Regions from separate parts of the Sus scrofa genome. Here region 1 is linked to region 2. The links are chromatin contacts, called in public Hi-C maps. All regions are on one chromosome and are shown on one strand. The core of a region is the stretch at or near the end of the contact, and the rest is flanking DNA. Distances in the headings are between cores, read along the strand shown.

Region 1 (3,558 bases), core at 278-2,777, 64 kb before region 2:
ATTTTATTTTATTTTATTTTATTTGTCTTTTTGCTATTTCTTGGGCCGCTCCCGCGGCATATGGAGGTTCCCAGGCTAGGGGTCTAATCGGAGCTGTAGCTACTGGCCTACGCCAGAGCCACAGCAACGTGGGATCCGAGCCGCGACTGCAACCTACACCACAGCTCATGGCAACGCTGGATCGTTAACCCACTGAGCAAGGGCAGGGACCGAACCCACAACTTCATGGTTCCTAGTCGGATTCGTTAACCACTGCGCCACGACGGGAACTCCAGTTTTTTATGCCTGCACCGCAGCATGTGGGAAGTTCCTGGGCCAGGGACTGAATCCGAGTCACAGCTGAGACCTCCACCACAGCTGCGGCCACGCCAAATCCTTTAAACCACTGTGTCCGGCCGGGGATCAAACCCAGCTTCTTAAGGCACCGCAGCATGGTGGGAACCCCCAGCACAGCGCTTTAGTTCATAGCACCTGCTCAGCGCTGGTCCCCAAAGCACAGCTTCTAGCATCTATCCGTCAGGAGGCATCTTCCATCTGTGCCCAGCTTGCCCTCCTCTGGGAAACTGTTCTAGGCTTTAGCACTGACGCCAGGTGCATCTGCCCAAATTTGGATGTCGAAGCCCCAAGCCCCAGGGTGATGGTATTTGGAGGCGGTGCCTTTGGGGAGTGATCAGGTCACGAGGGTGGAGCTCTTTATGAGAAGAGGAAGCAATCGCGCCCCCTCTGTCTGCTGCGTGAAAGCAGTGTCTCTTGTCTAAGGCACCCAGTGTGTGTGTGGGGTACGCTGTTGTAGCCGCCGAGCTAAGGCACAGGGGCCCTTGTTCTGGCTCTTTCTTTGCTCCCAATGGCTTCCTCTTGGGCCCTCAGGTTCCCTTTCTTTTCAGCAGACCTTAGTCAGAGCCATGGCTCTCCTTAGGAGATCCTTGTCACGTCAGATCCCCCAAAGGAAAGAGGTGGGGTTCTCGATCTTTCTTCTTTAATGGATCGAGGTACAGTGAAATCCGTCTATTCCAAAGACATTCCCTGGCCCCTGTGAAAAGGGCCCGGGTCCTCTCAGCAGCCAGCCCTGCACCAAGGCCTGTGAGAGGAGCAGTCTTGGCCAAGCCCCGGGGACAGGCTTTGTGTCCCCTCCCCTGGAGGGCAGCTGATTGAAGCCTCTGAGGAGAGGCTGCAAGGCTTCTAGCAGAGCGGCCTGCTGCAAAGTCACTTGCAGAGAAATTGTTAGCAAGTTTTACCTGTCAGCTTGGGAAACAAAACAAGGTTACAGGTACCTGAATCAGGAACCAGGTTTCTTCATCAATAGTTAATTACAAAAAAGCTCTTGCCTGGATGGATCGCAGGCAGCCAGGCGGCCCTGATGGGGGGTGGGCGCCCGCCAAGGCAGGGGCCTGGGCAGGGGCTGCCAGAGGGTGGGTGGGGCGGGGGTGAGATCAGAGGTGTGTGTGGTGTGAGGCGATTGGGCAACACCTGGGATATTCGTCAAAGACAGAACCAGGAGGGAGAGCTCACCTTACGTGAACTGCAGACGGAACAGCTGAAGGCCGGGAGGACAGAACACCCGCAGAACCGGCCCAGGAGGAAGATTGACTCAGGCCCCACCTGAGGCCCAGGTGAGGGGAGGGCGGGGCTTATCGGGGGTGGGAGTGGCGGGAGTGGCAGGGGTGGGGGTGGGAACCAAGGGACCCCAGCAAAGGCCAAACGCGGTGATGGAGGGAGTGGGCCGCAGGCCCCAGAAGGCCTGGCAGGTGCAGCCCAGGCCCTTCCTCACGCTTTCAGGGTGGGCGGAGCGGGCAAGCAGGGCATCTCCTGCCTGGGAGGGTCCCAGCGCCTCCCAGGGCGCGGTCCTTTTCATCCTGGGCTCGGGCGCTTGCAGGTGGATTTGCATACCGCCAAATCGGAGGGGCCTTCCGTGTCACTAACTTGCTAAAAGGGTGTGTGTGTCGGGGGCGGGGGGGGGGGGCGTTCAAAGAGCATGACCGCTGAAGATATGCTTGCATTTAACCTTGAAGGGAACAGTTTGAGGATTCCTTGGGGCAGGTTGTCACGCAGCCGGGCCGCATCCGAGACATCCGTGGGTGATGCAGGGCGGGGGCCCCTGGGCTGCGGAGGAGGTGGGTGGTCCTGCCTGGTGGGAGGGGCCGTCCTCCTCCAGCCCGACCCGAGAGCACGCTGCTCTCTCCTGCTTTCGGCAAGAAGCGGATAAGATGACAGTGGACTGTGTAGATTCCGCTCCCCGTCCCCATTTCCTAATTTGACTAAGAGGAATGAAGCAGAGATCTGATAGAAGCTGCGCGGTGTGTTAAACGCTTTCGTGGAAGGTAAAACTCGAGAGGCCCATCTCTTTCCCCCCTCCTCCTCCGCCTCCCAGCCCTTAGAAACCTGGGGCTTATAAACACAGGCGTCCTGGCTTTTGAACTTGGAGTTCAATAGGTCTGGTCATTACACGGAGAGAAACTACCACTGTTTGATGCCATCTTGACACCTTCAGGGGCTTTGCAAGCCTTTAGTGACTCTCAGATGGAAGTCAGAATAACCAGAAAGTGTACAGGATTCGACCTGGAATTTTTTTTTTTTAAATTGAAGTATAGTTGTTTACCATGTTAAGCTGGGATAAGTTAATAAAAGTAAATAAAGGAAAAATGATCAGAGGAAATGCCGGGGCCAGCTCAGCAGGATGGGGCTGAAGAACGAGTGCTGTGGAACTTAAGGAAAAAAGGTTAACATAAAACAAGACACAGAGACATTTATCTTAAGTAAAGGTGGGAACCGGGGGACTCAAGGTCTCAGGGACCAAGAGCGCCCTGCCTCAAGAAACCACACTGCTTTTATTGTGAGATCAAGTGAGGAGTGGCTATGGGTGGATGATACAGGGTTTGTTTACTATTATATAAGTTCTTTTACTATTTAGAAAGCCACTTAGGTGGTAAAGGGTTAAGCTCTTACTCTGACCTCTAGGCACATAACAGTTCTTAAGCTTAAGTCACTTATGCCTTTAGGTCTTTGTTCTTAAGCTTAAGTCATTTACCAGCACTGTGACTGTTTTTCCAAGAAGGAAGATGGGATAAAATAAGACAAGAAGATGGGATAAAGTAAAGAAGGGCAAGATGGAGTTTTCAAGGAAACATGTCTTGCGACAAGGAAAAAGTCGCCAAATTGCACCTAGGAGTTGATTTGTGGAAAACTTTAGTTAGCAGAATGACCCCTGGGACTTCCCTTGTGCAGATCTGGCATTGCTGCAGCTGTGGTGCAGGTTCCATCCCTGGCCTGGGAACTTCCACATGCCTCCGCGTGAGGCAAAAACAACCAACCAACCAAACAAAAAAACCAACACTTGAAAAAAAGAGAATGATCCTTTTACTATTTAATGTTTTGCTTCAGTTATTTGGAGAGAGGCAGGATGCTAAAAAAAAATGTTGGGGGATCCGGTGGAAGTGATGGAGTCTCCGTTCTCGGAGACTGGCGCATCATGCAGGTGTGACCACAAGGTGGCGCTGCCCTCATGGAAGTTGGGAACGTAAGCGGAAAAAGGAAAGAAAAAACCTAGCTTCTTCAATGGTG
Region 2 (3,495 bases), core at 548-3,047:
AGCTTGGGAATTGATCCTCCCAACCTCACTGCTGTATTAGCTCCCTGAGCAAAGGATGTGTACAGTGATGGTGATTTTGGCTAAGCCTACAGGGAACATGAAGATGCATGTGCCCTCCTGTAACCAATACAGCTTGGTGCCAGGCTCTGAGATGATGCCAGGCTCTGGGTTCATAAGTGTCTGGGAGAGGTGCTCAGGATCACTGTGTGTGACTCCCAGATCCCAAGGGCTCAGTGTCCTCTTTGACTGCCCTGCTCTTCTATTTCACCCCCGAGAGGGAGGGATTTGTTTCAGCTGACTTCATTCAGATTGGGGCGGAGAGCTTGCCTGACATCCCAGGAAGTGGGCTCCCTGCCTTCCTGGTGGCTGAGGACCTGCTGGCCCCGCCTCCCAGGTGTCTTTCGCAAGAGTACCCCAGGCTAGGTAAACCCTTGAGACCACTCTTCCACGGTCCATGTGGCAGGAATCCAGTACCCCGTCCAGGTCATTTCAAGCAGTGGGGCATGATATATACAAAACTTGAGGAGAAAAAGTTATGCCTGCTCACAGAGCAGGGTGAGAAGCTAATGGCTGATTGTGGAAGGGTGAGGGGGGGGGGCGCGGGGATGGAAAGATAGCCTGGGTTGCCTTTGTGAACGGCCTTACACTCAAAGTAGAGGATTGTGGGCTTTTCCCTCCTTTAGCCATTGGAGAGCCAGCAAAGGTCATGTTGTCTTGTTAGGCTCATAGTTTTCACTGATCCAGAAGCTGTGTTTCTTTTATTTGCAGGAACTTTTTCAACAATTAGGAAACACTGCCACCATGTGGCTGCCAGGTGATGCATGCTCCAAACTGTAAGCCACAAATTTTCGGATATTAATAATTACACCAAAAAATACATCTCTTGATTCAAATAGCTGGAGTAAATCACTGGTAACCCCAATTCTAATGTAAAAAGAGTACTTTCAAAAAATCTTTTCAAGAAATCCGTCACGGGGTACAATTCTCTGATTTCTTACTTCGTTTTTAAAATTCTAATCTAAATCCTCATTGATTCTTAGGATCCTTTCTATTCCCAGTAACCCCTATCTCAGAATCACAAACTCACGGGCCTGGAAAGGCTCTACCATTCCCAGGTCAGCTTGGCATCAAACTGTCTCCAGGCCATTTCCCTCCGCGGTGGCAGATTCTACTTCAGTCCCCCGTCTGTTCTCCTTGTATGGTTCCTAGTTGGACAGACCCAAACTCAAATATTTCCACCATTTTTTTTTTTTAAGCTGGGTGATTTGGGGCAAGTGACCTAAGCTGCCTAAGCTTCAACTCGTTCATCTGTAAAATGGGGAGAAGCCTTTTCACAGGGTGACTGTAAAGATGAAAGATGGCATGTCCCTAACACATCACAAGGAAGTCCCTTTCTTTCCCCTCCGTCCTTGAGTGCATATATTGTTGAGGCCGCAGCACGCACTCGGTGGAGGTCTGTGATCTGAGGTTTACCTGGGTCTTCAGCACCGTCCCCAGGGAACGAAAATACTGGTCCCTTCATGCTTTGGGAGGATCACCGGTTTCCTTGCGTTGCCTACCGACCTTGGGCTGGCGATTGATCCATGGGTCTCCGGTGAGCGCAGCCGGCGACAGGTGCGTGAGCGTGGGCGGGGCTGGGGAGGCTTTCATTCCTCGCCCCACCCTTCCCCAGGGCTGGGGGGGGGCGGTGTAGGAGGATAATTCAATCCCCGTGGGACTAGGTGTCTGGCCTCACCCGTGGCTCCGCGGATTGGCTGTCTCCGCTCGCCCCCGCCCTCCGTACCCTCCCCAACCCCCCCCCCACGCCCCAGGTGGCCCAGGCCCCCAGTGGCAATCCCTGTTTACCCGGAGAGCCTGTGCAAGTTGGGCTCCATCTCGGCATTCTCTCCCCTCTGGGGCCCCGCCCGCCCGGAAAGCGGGGAGAAAACCGGGCCGAGCCATTCCTCGCCCTTCCCCTCCCCGCACCGCCGGGAGAGGTCGGGTAAGGGGGACCCATGTGTGTGTGGGGGGGGGAGTCTCAGGCCTGGGGGGGGGCGGTCCGGCTGTCACCCTGTACTCGCGCGGACCCGGGAGTTCTATCCCTAGGCCTAGCTCCCTCTCCTCCGCCCCGGTCCTGTTGTGCTCAGGGTGACGTGCCCACCCTGGGCAAACAGCCAGAGGCTGGACCTCAGGGATGCCCAGGTCCCTAGAGGAAGCACAGACGTGGAGGCTTGCCTCACAGGTATCTCCCCTCCTTCCCCCAGGCGGCGATGACCCCCAAGCCAGCCGGACCCCCGGACGGGGGCTGGGGCTGGGTGGTGGCGGCCGCAGCCTTCGTGGTGAATGGGCTCTCCTACGGGCTGTTACGCTCCCTGGGCCTCGCCCTCCCTGACCTCGCGGAGCATTTTGACCGAAGCGCTCAGGACACTGCGTGGGTCAGCGCCCTGGCCTTGGCGGTGCAGCAGGCAGCCAGTGAGGGGGGGGGGGCCCGAGGAGGGAGGCGGGAACTGGGGTGGGCGGGCCATGAGGGCAGTGGTGGGGGGCTCACCTGATGGATTACCAGACAATCTATTGGTGGAACTAAGTTCTAGAAGAAGAGTGGGTCTAGAGGGCAAGAGAAGGGGCTGCTAGACAGCGGGGGGGCGTTTAAGCCATGCAAACAGCCAATGAGAAGTGTTGGAGCGACTTTGGAGGCTCCGGGAGCGTGTCTTCCGTTGACCCCGCCCCCTTCTAGGCCCAGTGGGCAGCGCCCTGAGCACCCGCTGGGGGGCGCGCCCGGTTGTGATGGTTGGAGGCGTCCTCACCTCGCTCGGCTTCGTTTTCTCGGCTTTCGCCCGCAGTCTGCTGCACCTCTATCTTGGCCTGGGCGTCCTTGCTGGTGAGGGGGGAGGGACACCCGGGTTCTTAAGGGGTGATGGTGCAGAGCCCAGCTCGTTGGGGGCCAGAGGCCAAGGGGGCGGGGCCTCCTGCAACCAGCGGGGCCGGGACGGCGGGGGCGGGCGCTCCCGCTTCCTGCCCTCACCTGGTCCTATCCATTCGCAGGCGCCGGCTGGGCCCTGGTGTTCGCCCCTGCCCTTGGGACCCTCTCACGTTACTTCTCCCGCCGTCGAGTCTTGGCCGTGGGGCTGGCCCTCACGGGCAACGGGGCCTCCTCGCTGCTCCTGGCGCCCGCCTTGCAGCTCCTCCTGGATCATTTCGGCTGGCGGGGCGCCCTGCTCCTCCTCGGCGCCGTTACCCTCCACCTCACCCCCTGCGGCGCCCTGCTGCGACCCCTGGAGCTCCCAGGCGACCCCCCGACCCCACCCCGAAGCCCTCTGGCAGCCCTCGGCCTAGATCTCTTCACACGCCGGGTCTTCTTGGTTTTTGCTCTAGGCACGGCCTTGGTGGCGGGCGGGTACTTCATCCCCTACGTGCACTTGGCCCCTCACGCTTTAGATCGGGGTCTGGGCGGATACGGGGCAGCACTGGTGGTGGCGGTGGCCGCGGTGGGGGACGCGGGCGCCCGGCTGCTCAGCG

What was found. Hi-C and Micro-C count contacts between places; a contact is called where the count stands out from the background.
Region 1: a Hi-C map of skeletal muscle shows a contact between it and region 2, with 20 times the contacts expected there. The contact joins the promoter of ASGR2 here to the promoter of SLC16A11 in region 2. A contact is called at or near these places in 2 of 5 promoter capture datasets (fetal liver and liver), 29 of 47 Hi-C or Micro-C datasets (adipose tissue, alveolar macrophages, blood and 15 more) and 1 of 2 datasets of contacts at active chromatin or transcription factors (skeletal muscle).

Annotation. Positions count from the first base shown.
Region 1 is chr12:52,504,538-52,508,095 of Sscrofa11.1, reverse strand. ASGR2 (asialoglycoprotein receptor 2) reads left to right here and starts at 1,527. Exons shown (of 11, transcript XM_013981301.2): 1 at 1,527-1,610. LOC110256107 (a long non-coding RNA gene) reads right to left here and starts at 1,590. Exons shown (of 3, transcript XR_002337354.1): 1 at 1,510-1,590.
Region 2 is chr12:52,440,778-52,444,272 of Sscrofa11.1, reverse strand. It overlaps SLC16A11 (monocarboxylate transporter 11), which reads left to right and starts at 1,797. Exons shown (of 6, transcript XM_005669186.3): 1 at 1,797-1,981; 2 at 2,244-2,451; 3 at 2,714-2,857; 4 at 3,022-3,495. The coding sequence starts at 2,250. LOC102159513 (a long non-coding RNA gene) reads right to left here and starts at 1,794. Exons shown (of 4, transcript XR_306601.3): 1 at 646-1,794.